Linked DNA regions of Sus scrofa: regions 1, 2 and 4 are each linked to region 3. The links are chromatin contacts, called in public HiChIP or PLAC-seq maps. All regions are on one chromosome and are shown on one strand. The core of a region is the stretch at or near the end of the contact, and the rest is flanking DNA. Distances in the headings are between cores, read along the strand shown.

Region 1 (3,011 bases), core at 365-2,864, 270 kb after region 3:
CAGGAAGGTTAGTCAACAGCAAATTTAAGGAACCCAGGCACTATCACTGGGTACCTTACTCTAATATCCTAACTATAGGGTTCTTCTTATGAATTGTTTCTTTTTTAAAAAAAAAAATTAAAAAAAAGAAAATTAAAAAAGTATATGTGTATGTGTGTGCTAAGTCATAAGTCTTTTAATGTTTTCTGGAAAAATTTTTTTTGAGAGCATACTCAATACAACAACAATTATTTACACATTAACTAGCATGTTCTAGGAATTGTGCCAGTGGTGAATAAGATGCACACTTTGCCACTAAAGGGCTTAAATACTAGTCAAAAAAATAGATAATTGAGTAGTAAGTTAAGTATAGGAGGAAATATGGTATTATGGGACTTTGGAGAGCTATCAAAGGGATGCGAATGGGTGACACCTGGATAGGGGATTAGAAAAAATGATAAGTGAGCTGAATCAATCTCAGGATAGGCCTCTGTGTCCAATGCTCACTCATCTGTTTCTTTAGTCATCATTCAATGATTTACTTTTGTTCCTTCAAATAGCAGCCCTTTACTGGGTGTGTACTGCCAGACACTCTTAGGCAATCACTCTTTTATTCCTAATCCCCTTCGAAGAAAGAGTGGCCATTTGACAAGTTCTTGAGCCATTGAGGTGAAAAGAGTAAAAAGGTAAAAAGAGTAAAATTGCTGCAGGGGTCCAGAAATATTTTGACTCCCTGATATTGATACCGCAGTTTTTCTCTCCACCTTTATGTTCACTGAAATATGTATATGATGATTGTAGCTGCTGCCGCCAGAATGTAACCATGAGGAAAAGCGCAGGGAATTTCAACTTAATAGAATTGTGATGATTTTATGGTCCCTCTCAGCTAGCACCAGCAGTCATCTTCTTGTGTATATTTTGTGTGAGAAAAAGAAATTTCCATTTGTTTAAGTTGGTGTAGTTGGGTTTTCTGCTACTTGCAACTGATAGCATTCTTAACAAAGTTGGGCCTGTACTTTGGGCCTAGACTTTTTTTTTTTTTTTGTCTTTTTGCCTTTTCTAGGGCTGCTTCCCAAGGCATATGGAGGTTCCCAGGCTAGGGGTCTAATCAGACCAGAAGCTGCCGGCCTATGCCACAGCCACAGCAACGAGGAATCTGAGCCGCGTCTGCAAACTATACCACAGCTCACGGCAATGCCGGATCCTTAACACGCTGAGCAAGGCCAGGGATCGAACCTGCAACCTCACAGTTCCTAGTGTGATTCATTAACCACTGCGCCACGATGGGAACTCCTGGGCCTAGACTTTTGAATGGTGATCTCTTAATAAAGCTGTCTGTTGCAAACAGCCTGAAAAGGAGAGAGCCCACACTACAAAGGAGCAGGTGCTAACAGCCCTTCAGTTGTTCCACTTCAGTGAATGAGGCACGGAGATTTATAACGGGGAGGTTGGGACAAGAGTTATAGGTGTCTGGCCCCCTGTCTCAGCACCACCGTGTATTTCATTAATGAAGTGTGAGACCAGAACTCCATAAATTCACATAGTAGCAGAAGTGGGCTGCAGCTCCTCAGTGGAGTTATTCAGGGAGCCCAGCATCACTCTTTGCGTATTAGAGAAGTTCACAGCTGGTTAAAAATAGGCTTGGAGAGAAGTCGCTTTTAGACCACAGCTCATTTTGGATTTCTCTGGAATCCCATTCTGGGCCACAGTGTATTTCCTTTTTCCTTTCCTTTGAGTAAGAGCACCCAGGCGGTTCCGAGACAATAGATATAGGGTTATCTTTAGGTCTGCCGTGCACTGAAAGCAGAACTAGGGAGAAACAACAGTAACCCTTTAGGCACATGGAGTGTTACAGCTTTTTAATAAGTGCCCACATGGACCGAGCCTTCACATGGGTGAGGCTTTAAACTCCTCAAAACAACCCTCTGAGAAAAGTACCATCAAGAACCTCTTTCCTCTGATGAGAAACCTGAGGTTCAGAGTAGAAAAGCAACTTATTTAAGGTCACACAGCTAGTAAGCAGCAGGACCCGATGGGGCTTTCCACATCACATCATTTTGATCCTTAGAGCAGCCTTGTGAAGTAGGCAAGGTGGGGAGACGACCCCAGTTTACAGAGAGAAAGCAGGACCAGAGAAGTGAAATGATTTACCAAAGTCAATTTGCTCATGCACAATAAAATCAGGGCTTGAACTACACTGCTGATTTTTTTTTTTTTTTTTTTTTTAAGGGCTCCACCTGTGGCATATGGAAGTTCCCAGGCTAGGGTCAAGTTGAAGCTTCAGCTGCCAGCTCATGCCACATCCACAGCAACGTTGTTGGATCAGAGTGACATCCGAGAACTACACAGCAGCTCATGGCAATGCTGGATCCTTAACCCACTTGTTGAGGTCAGGGATTGAACCCATATCCTCACGGGTTCTTATCCCACTGAACCACAACGGGAACCCCCACACTCTGACCTAAAGTCCGAGAGCACTGTAGAAACTAAACATTCAGGTCCCTCAGTTCTGAAAGAAGAACAGTCTGAATTTTGTGGGGTTGACTTCTAAGGTTTAACTGCAGGCCCTGTATCAAGGAGCCAAATATTTCAGGGCTAATCTGATTTATTCAGAGTCTATGAGTGCTATGTTCCTCTCTAGTACATCTGTTGAATGATATTAGGTCCTGACATTTAAAATCCCAGTATAATATTGTTTCACTGTTAATGTAACAGTCCTTCAAATAGTGGGAGAAGAGTGAGCTGGAAGGAATAGATGTCTTAAATGTGGGACAGCCAATTTAGCTGATAAAATTAATATAATATACCTTTGAACATTTAAATTATCCTGCGACAAGGCAGCGAGAATTAACTTATAATGGGGATAGGGTAGGTACTGTACATGTGAACTTTTTTTTTTTTTTAAAAAAAGAAAAAACACACCTGAGTTTTGAAAAATAAAAGTGGTTTGCCCACATTTTCAAGCACAGTGGTAATCAAAAGAGCTCTATGGAGGTAATAATACCTTGTATTTAAATACTGCTTGTCTCTGA
Region 2 (2,700 bases), core at 64-2,563, 370 kb before region 3:
GTCGTCCCTGGAGGAGGGAGTGGGGGTGGAGGGCAGTCAGAAACTGGGGTAGAGTGGAGGCTGTAGGTAACAGCTGAGAGCAGTGTGTAAGAATGTAGGCTGTGATTGGGGTCAAAGTTGGTCACAATTTATCACGATATCAATATTCCTGGCTCTGTGCTTTTCTCCTGCAATGTTCAACTGCTTTGGTGGGTGAGCAAAACACAAGTGGGTGGGCTCATTGAGATTACAGCCTTGCCAGGAGACAGTGACAGAAGAGAAAAGCAAAAGACTGAAGAAAGACGTTATGATGTAAATTCTTATGATATATTTATATAATCTATTTTCCAGAGGAGGTAAGGGATGATAAATGTCTTCAGAGTGAATCTCAGTAATAGTACAGCTAGCATTTATTAAACATCTATTAGGAGGCAGACACTGTGCTTGACACCTACCTGAACTCATTTAATCTTCCCAAGAGTCCAACACAGTAAGTACTATCAACCTCGTTTTATACACTTGCTTTAGAGAACTGAATAAATGTATAGAGTAATGGAGTCTGGGTTCAAATTGATTTCTCTTTGATTCAATGTCTGTATACTGCCTTGCAGCCTTCAATTCAGGTACATGGAAACTGAGCCAAGTGACAAGAATGGTCCTGAATGTCACGAGAAAGTGAGTTTGGATTTTTCATCTTGATATTTCCTGATGTGAATTTGCAATTGCATGGAAAAGCTAAGCACCCTTTAAATGCAAAAGGCATTGGCTGGTATTACCATATTATTTCCATCCAGGGCACATGGAAGACAGGATACACCATGTGGGCTGTTGGTGTAAGCATGCCCTGGGTTTATGGATAACTAGGTCCTTTTCCTGGGTTCCACTTTCATGCTGAAAAGACTGGTATAGGTCACAATCTCCACTCCCCTTTCCTTGACAGGAGTCCTTCTGCTGCTCCTTTCCTTCCAGTGGCCAGATGCTCCTGTTTAACACAGTGAGTCAGTCTCTTTGGATAGCTCTCAAGTGCCTACCTTCCTTTTAATGAAATACATATTGCTGAGGGCTGACTATGTTTCATGAATGGCAGCAGCCACTGTCTCAAAAATTTCTATTTAATTTTCACAAAACCTTGATAAGTACTGTTAAAGTGATTTTACATAATGAAGAAAGTGAAAACCTTGTTTACCTCTCTCTGAGAGTTCTATCCAGGACCAGTTTCACAGCCCTTTCCCCTAAAAGCTCTACAGCACTGTCAGAATCCAGAGAGCCTTCCAGCCTTTCTGGAGTCATGCTTTAAATATAACTTGAAAAAAAGGGATTGCTCAATCTCCTTTGGAAGGATGACCATTGCTTAACAGCTGGAAGTGTCTCCTCCATTACTGGAACTGGTTGCCCAGTACTGGGATTACTGGAAAGGGCTTTATGACTGGGACACTTAGTCAAATACGGGAAAATTTTTAGGAGCATTTCTGAAAGAAACAAATGGGTCCCCTTTGATAAAGATATGGATCCAGAAACAGAATGATGTGACGGAAGGCACCCAAGCAACACTGAGGTGGGATGGATGTGGAGCAATGGTGGTGAGCTCAGGGAGGCAGTGAGGACAAGGTTTAATCACTAGAAGGGAGAAACAGGTAGAAGCGGTGGACTTTTACCAAAAGCCTAGACCTCTATAGGACTCTGTCCAAGTGGCTGGAGAATCTGTCTGGAGACTAGGAACTCGGAGCTTGAGCTCTTTCTCTGACCTTACAGATGATGTGGGGACATCATTGACTTCACCAAAGCCTCCTTTCTCCCGCTTGTGCTTCTAGACTTGGATACAAAATAAGCCTGTTGCTGGGAACCCGTCAAGAGGTTTCATTTGCTGCCTAAGTTCTGGTCCTCACAGATACCCATTTCCACACCTACTGCAGATTCATTTTGGAGAAATAAATTGCAATGCTCCAAAGAAATACTGCTCTAATCCAGCTCCTAGAAATGCAAAGAATTGCTTTCAAATTTACCAAAAGTCCTTGAATTTGAAAAATACCTCTGACAAGGGTATAGAAATCAAAGCTCTCCCTTCCCTACAAAATTTAAAAATACCTTCTACCCCGGCAGAAATCAAGGATGTGATAAGCAACTAACAGATGCTCCAGTTTAAATGACAAAGTTTAGAGCCACAAAGTCTTACATTCAAATCCTCTAACCGGGGTTCCTGTTATTGCTCAGTAGTTAGTGAACCTGACTAGCATCCATGAGGTTGAGGGTTCAATTCCTGGCCTCCGCTCAGTGTGTTAAGGATCCGGCATTGCTGTGAGCTGTGGTGTAGGTCGCAGACACGGCTCAGATCCTGTGTTGCTGTGGCTCTGGCATAGGCCAGTGGCTACAGTTCCGATTGGACCCCTAGCCTGGGAACCTGCATATGCCGCAGGTGCGGCCCTAAAAAGACAGAAAGACCAAAAAAAAAAAAAAAAATTCCTCTAACCAGCTGTGTTTTTGGGCAAGCCCCTTATGCTTTCTGAGCCTTGATTTCCTATTAGACAATAACAACAAAATACAAACAACAACAACAAAAAACCCTGTACAACAAAGCTCACATTTACATTGGAAATGTTTTATAAACTGGAAAACATTAAATGTTATTATTATTATTGTTCCTTAATTCAAAACAACTAATGGACATCATCTATAGACCAAGACAGTGCTAACTGCTAAAGGTACAAAGAAGTAAGTTACACC
Region 3 (2,950 bases), core at 251-2,750:
TCACCAGAGGGAATACATAAGACTACAGGTAAAGTGACATTTAATACTAAAAAAAGTTACCAAGCCTTGCTAAAGATGGCATGTAAATGACAAGTCACTGTCATCCACAAAAATAGAATGAACTAGTGTTTGCTCAAGTTTTGCTTCTTTTCTAAAATCCACAGTGTACTCTTCTTTAAATATTTACTTAGATTACCAAAATTTAAAAACAACCAACCACCCATTGCATGGTATTATCTAACACCAAGTACTATAAGCTTAAGGAAGTGGTTTTCAAACTGTCTGCACACTAGATTCACCTGGGAATCTTTATGTATGTATTCTGATTCAAGTGTTGCTAATGATTGACTCAGAGTGTTTATATTAATCTTTAAATCATGTTGCATTAGTCCCTAAATCTCCCTTGGCAATTAACCCAAGACCTGGCTCTTGGTCAATGTTTGCTGAATAAATGAATGATACTGAGGGACATGGCAGGTATTAACATCACCATTTTATTGATGGAAGATTTGAGAAGCTGAGATACTTTGCGACTTAAACATCAGATGTAGTTGATAGCCAACTAAACTTTAGGATTGTCCACTTAAACAACTGAGATTTAAATAACATTCTCCTATATTTTAGAGATGTTTCACTATCTTCTCTCTTTATATAAAAATCAGTGCCTTCCTAAAATTTCAAAACTGCTTCCTTAAGGGGGTATTAAAATGCTACACTGAGCTTCCCCTTATAGGTTACAGCTAATTATCCTTTTCTCCAACTTGGAACTCAGCTCAAAGATACCTGATCTTCTAAATTCAGACCTAGCTCCCAGTCTTAGCTATACCATGAGCTCACAGTACAACCTTTGCTCTCTCTGGGATCACAGTGTCCTCCTCTGAAAAAGATGTCATTAGGTTACTAGATAAACGCTAACAACAACTCTACTCAAAACTCATGAGTCTATGGAAGCTCCTGATTATATATATATAGCTAGAAACAAGTAAAAGTCAGCCAAATCATCTATAATTCTCCTCTTAGATCACCAGTGAGGAAGTACAGTCCTCTTTTTTTCCCCCTTCTTTTTTTGTCACTCATTGCCCTGACTCTTCAATCCTCCCTCTTGTGGGAGGGAACCTTAGATTGATCTCAGAGATTACCAAGGTATCAATCAAGATTTATTATGCACAAGTAAATAAGTACTTTAGGCAAACCTTTTCCAAGTGGTGTAGGTAAGTCCCTACCAGTGTAATTACGAAGCAAATATGCTGTGGCATGTGATGGAAGCGTGGGAAGACAACGTTCAAGAATAAGGCAGGCTGAAAATTGCACACAATTGTTAGTTGAACAGCAAATGTAATCACTCTTCCTCTGAAGCATCAGGTCAGATGAGAGCCGGAAGGGCAAACAGGATCTGCCATGGACTGAAAATGTCAATGCATTCACTCCACTTCTCTTTACAGGCAGCTTTGGCCCTGCACTGGCTAAGTGCCCCACTCTCTGCATGGACAGCTGGCATTACTCGGAAGGGGTGATGAGAGAACAACTCCACAGAAATGCCAAACCTTTATATAGACTATCTGAGAGACAGTTGGAAATACTGGAAAAAAAAAAAACACTAGACTGAAATGCAAAGGACTTGGGCATAATTTTCAGCTCAGCCACTCACCGGCTCTACCACTTTCGTCTTTTGAACTCTTGTGTCTTGAACCTCAGCATATCTCCCAGCGCATCTCCCTATCTGTAAACTGAAGATTAGATGCTGGCTACCATTCCTCCCAACTCTCATGTCCCGTGATTCCTCCTAAAAGTCCGCCAGCTGAGTAAGATGAAGTTCTTACAAAAACTGTCTTCACTCCTATGAGTCCCATTGACCAGGAATTGTAGAGTGAAGGGAGGTAGGCTAGGAATCAACACATTAAGGCCAACCTGCCTTGCACAGAGTAAGCGTGAATGCAAATCAATGCTAAAGGTGCCATCCCCATGCTGGCAACACAGGTGGTGGCAAGAAAAACCCAACTACATCTGCAGATCCCAGTAAACCAAGAAGAAAAAGAGAAGCATCAATCTATTCAAGTAAGTAATTGTCTCCCATAAAGAAGTGAGGCTGAATAGAGACATACTCCACATTGCACTGTCACTTCAGATTCAGAATGTCATTTGCAAATGAAACAATCAGCCCTGACAGGAAAACAATAGCACTGGAAGACCAGGCTGCAAGAGAAGGTAAAGGAGAGAATGGAAACAAACCAATTACTAACTCACTGGTTTTTATTTGCTACAAACGGGTGACAACAGCCAGGACAGGCCATTTGATGTCCAAGAAGTTATATGGAGTCTCAGGTGGCGAAATCTTAGGGAACAATTTGTTCTTTTTAACTTGAATATACAACAACCAAGATTTAGACAAGTTCAAGTGGCTTATGCAAGGTAATATAGCAGCTAGTACATACTGGAAATTGGATTCAAACCCAGTTATTCTGCTTCCAGAAAGTGTTTGCAGTGGAAAAGTTTCATTAAAGAATCAAGAAACTCTGTCGATTGTTGGATGATACTAGGAAGAGTAGGTAAACGGCAGAGAAAAGGACATAGACATTAAGAATTTCTCTTCCAAAAGAGTCAGTACCCACACCGCTGGAAGTGAGCATGGAAGTCAGGAGACCCCCGACCTCCCACTCTGGGTCACATTTAATGACAGTGGTTCTATTTGGCTAAGTGACCAAGAAAATATATACCCTCTCTGGACCTCAAATCCTCCAGCTCTAAAATAATAAGCATTAACAAGATGATCTCCAAAACCCTGCTTTCAACAACATGCTATGTTACAGACTGGTATAGCTGGTCTGTGGAATGTGCTGTGTTTATTTAAAAAAAAAAAAAAAAAAAAAAAAAAAGTTCTCCTAAGTAAGTTTCTTCTATGGCTCTGATTCTAACAGATTTTTTCTGTACAAGACCAAGAAAAGGGGTAATA
Region 4 (3,029 bases), core at 132-2,631, 430 kb after region 3:
TGGAGTCACCCAGAGAAAAATGAAGGAACTGGGATTTAAACCCAGGCTCCAGGATGGCCAACCCTTCTGTGGGGTTAGTGATGTCTCTCGGGAGCTCTTGATCTGGTTTTTCTTGTGCTCCCCTGAGACCAGGGCCAGATTCGTTCTTGGAGAGCTGCAGCTAGGCTCTGGGGTGTCTTTTACTCTGAGAGGGGGCTATGACTCCCCCCTCAAATCCTACCCCCTCAGACTCTGGACTGTGCCTCCCTCAACCAACTTCCTGCCCCTGGCAGGTGCCAGCAAATCTGGGCCGGGCATTTTCTGTCTCACCTGCAACATTCACACTCCTTCCTTCTTGTTTCCCACCTCCAAGAGGTTGACCTTTGTGAAGACCAGTAGGTTCCCCTGCCCTCTGCCTTCTGGTTGGATTCAGCCTGGCACCGATTAGGTGGTGGGAGGGTGGGAGAAGGAGATGTGAGGATGGCTCCTTCCTAGCCCCCTACCTGCCTGCTGTAGCTTGGCAATGGTTGGGTGCATCCAAAGTGTCAGAAGCCACAGTTCCAGCTGGGCAGCCCCCTGCCAGCTCCCCAGCACTGCCTACTTTTCTGCTACATTCTGGTAATCTCTCCTTTTGCCCTTTCATCCCAAGGACCAGTAACAGCTCCAGGTTATTGTTAGCCTCAGGGTGCCTCCCTGTCTCTTGGTTTTCCTTGACCTTGGCTCAACCTTTATGAATTATACTTAAATTAATCTCTCTTTGGTCACCTTATTTTGAGTGTATCCTCTCCTTCCTCTTGGACCATTGATATCTACTGCCTCTTTCTTCCTTATATCTAGTCTTCCATTTCTTAAAAGCATGGATGATCCCGGCTTTTAACATGAAGTTCTGTTGGAGAAGGTTAAACTTCTTGCAGGGTTTAACCAAAAACCAAAACAAAGCTAAAGAAAAAGCAAAAGACTGGGTTTCCCAGGAATATGGGAAAGAGTACTGGGCTTGGACTTGGAAGCAGAAAACCCAAGTTTGCCACTTACTAGCTCTGCCCTGCTAGTCACTTGGCTCTTCCATTAAGTAGAGTAAGAATAGCTCTTTTGTCTTGTCTTTCTCATGAGCCTCTTGGGCAGATGAAATGAGGCCAGGCCAGTGGAAGTACTCTGAATGCTGAAGCATTTTCTGAGCATTAGGTGTTACTGTTGCTTTATCAGACATGGCATGTGGACAAAATCCTCAAAAGGCCATGTCTTGCATTTTCCAGTGCATTCAGATTCCCCTGTTGCCTCTGTGCCTCCTGGATTAGGAGACCTGGCATTTGTGGAATCCAAGATGAATGTCCAGGGGGTACTGGCCAAGCATGGGCCCACACGAACAGAGCTAAAAATACCTTTGACCTCAGTGGGAGCATCTCAGTCCTGAAGGGGATGGGCCTGGAAGGCAGAGTGTGAGGGGGAATGACTCCCATCATTCATCAGCTGGGGTGAGGGGAGGACAGGGACAAGGTGCTATCCTTTTCAAAGCCAGTGGGAACGGTGGCTTGATCTTTCTCTCTGTCTGTTAGTCTGTCTGTCTGTGAAGAAGATTAACCTGAACTTTTTGTACTTTTCCTGTTAGAGTGAAGGCCACACCTTAAAGCTCTTCCTCGTGGCCAAGCCTCTCAGGAATTTTCCCAGCCTGCCTTGTGGAGGTGACAGATACCTCCAGCCAGAAGGAGGTAAGGAGGTGATCCGAGGACTTTGGTGTGGAGTTAACTGCTGAAGCTGACTTCAAGCAGAGAAGGAGACACTAATCCAGGAGACTTGGTTTGATTTATTCAGGGATGGGGAGTGGGGAGACCCACTAGCTCTCAATCCTAAAGAGGAATGGTTTTCAAACAATAATCCTTAGAGCTCTAAATGGTTGCTATTTAAAATGTGGTCCATGGACCACCAGCATTGACAGCAACCAGGAGCTTGATAGAAATACAGACGTCTGATCCCACCACAGACCTCTAGATCTGAATCTGCCTTTTAACCAGATCCACTGTGGATTCACACGTGCATTAAAGTTTGAGAAGCACGGTTATAGGATCCCTGTGAAGTACCTGAGGGATAGGTGCTTTCCAGTTGTATAGATGGGGTCCCTTAAAAGATAACATTTGAAAAAGAAGCTCCATTTGTATTTAAAGAAAGAAGAAAAGGTGGGAATCAATGTGATCTTTCCCATTCTTTGGTAGAAGAGGAAATTCTGCGGCTGGTCTTTTTCCCTCTCTCCTTCTGAGGTCAGCCCCTGCCCAGCCTTTCCATTAGCTCCCCAGATGCCCAGCACAAGCCTGGCGTCGGCTGGATCCATAAATGAGGGGCCATGTTAGGTGACTAGTGGAAATTGGATTATATTTCCCAAGCTGCTTCTCAGCTCTGGGGTCTGGTCTTGACAGGACTGCCTGATGAGGCACTGAGGACTAAAAGGGAGCTTGCCGTGACCTGGGAGTTTAGGGCTTGGTGTGGGGGTTCTTTAAAAGGGAGGGCAGGAGGGTGGGGAGCTGTCTCCTATCCTCCTAGGTAGAATTAAGGAAGGATCTAGAGTTTGTTGTAAGAAGACCAGCCTGGCAGGAGCTGAGAAGAGAGAAGTCTACCTCCAGCTGGGATCTGGGCACAGCCCCATGGCGGCAGATTTTCAGGATTTCCAGAGGAAGTGCTTGGTGGCCCGCAGTCTCAGTTTGCTGCAATTATAAATATCTGTGATTCGCATCCCCTTCACATACTCCCCTGGAGCTGCGCAGCACGTTCTGCCACCGCTCCCCCTGCCCCACCTTCCCTCGGGTCCCTCACGGGCAACATCCATGGCTTCCGTCTCACAGCAGGGGAAGCCGAGGCTCTGCAAAATTATCCAAGGCACCACCTCCAACTGGGCTGACTGGGGGAAGAAACTAGCACATTAGCACAGCCTCAGAGTCTTTCATACACCGGCCCCAGATTTCTGGCTTGAACTTTGGCCTCTTCTTATCCTGCGTTTTCCCCTCAGTCCAGACCACCCACCCCTGCTGGTCTTCCCCAAACATATGGCCCTTGAGTTGTTT

What was found. HiChIP or PLAC-seq counts read pairs in DNA pulled down with a chosen protein or histone mark.
Region 1: a contact with region 3 is called in an H3K27ac HiChIP or PLAC-seq map of skeletal muscle. The contact joins two enhancer-like sites. A contact is called at or near these places in 2 of 2 datasets of contacts at active chromatin or transcription factors (alveolar macrophages and skeletal muscle).
Region 2: an H3K27ac HiChIP or PLAC-seq map of skeletal muscle shows a contact between it and region 3. The contact joins two enhancer-like sites. A contact is called at or near these places in 2 of 47 Hi-C or Micro-C datasets (fetal heart ventricle and skeletal muscle) and 2 of 2 datasets of contacts at active chromatin or transcription factors (alveolar macrophages and skeletal muscle).
Region 4: an H3K27ac HiChIP or PLAC-seq map of skeletal muscle shows a contact between it and region 3. The contact joins two enhancer-like sites. A contact is called at or near these places in 2 of 2 datasets of contacts at active chromatin or transcription factors (alveolar macrophages and skeletal muscle).

Annotation. Positions count from the first base shown.
Region 1 is chr13:125,734,969-125,737,979 of Sscrofa11.1, reverse strand. No RefSeq gene overlaps it. Among named protein-coding and RNA genes, the nearest start is that of LPP, 46 kb to the left of the region's middle. Within about 2 kb of position 1,614, at least 5 of the 83 cell types and tissues checked have an H3K27ac peak or open chromatin away from gene starts, as enhancers often do. A contact at or near this core is called in skeletal muscle, where this site is marked.
Region 2 is chr13:126,377,649-126,380,348 of Sscrofa11.1, reverse strand. The region is part of intron 8 of LPP (lipoma-preferred partner); the gene reads right to left. Among named protein-coding and RNA genes, the nearest start is that of MIR28, 97 kb to the right of the region's middle. Within about 2 kb of position 1,313, at least 9 of the 83 cell types and tissues checked have an H3K27ac peak or open chromatin away from gene starts, as enhancers often do. A contact at or near this core is called in skeletal muscle, where this site is marked.
Region 3 is chr13:126,004,086-126,007,035 of Sscrofa11.1, reverse strand. All of the region lies in intron 2 of LPP (lipoma-preferred partner), which reads right to left. Among named protein-coding and RNA genes, the nearest start is that of LPP, 220 kb to the right of the region's middle. Within about 2 kb of position 1,500, at least 3 of the 83 cell types and tissues checked have an H3K27ac peak or open chromatin away from gene starts, as enhancers often do. A contact at or near this core is called in skeletal muscle, where this site is marked.
Region 4 is chr13:125,578,818-125,581,846 of Sscrofa11.1, reverse strand. No RefSeq gene overlaps it. Among named protein-coding and RNA genes, the nearest start is that of BCL6, 190 kb to the right of the region's middle. Within about 2 kb of position 1,381, at least 3 of the 83 cell types and tissues checked have an H3K27ac peak or open chromatin away from gene starts, as enhancers often do. A contact at or near this core is called in skeletal muscle, where this site is marked.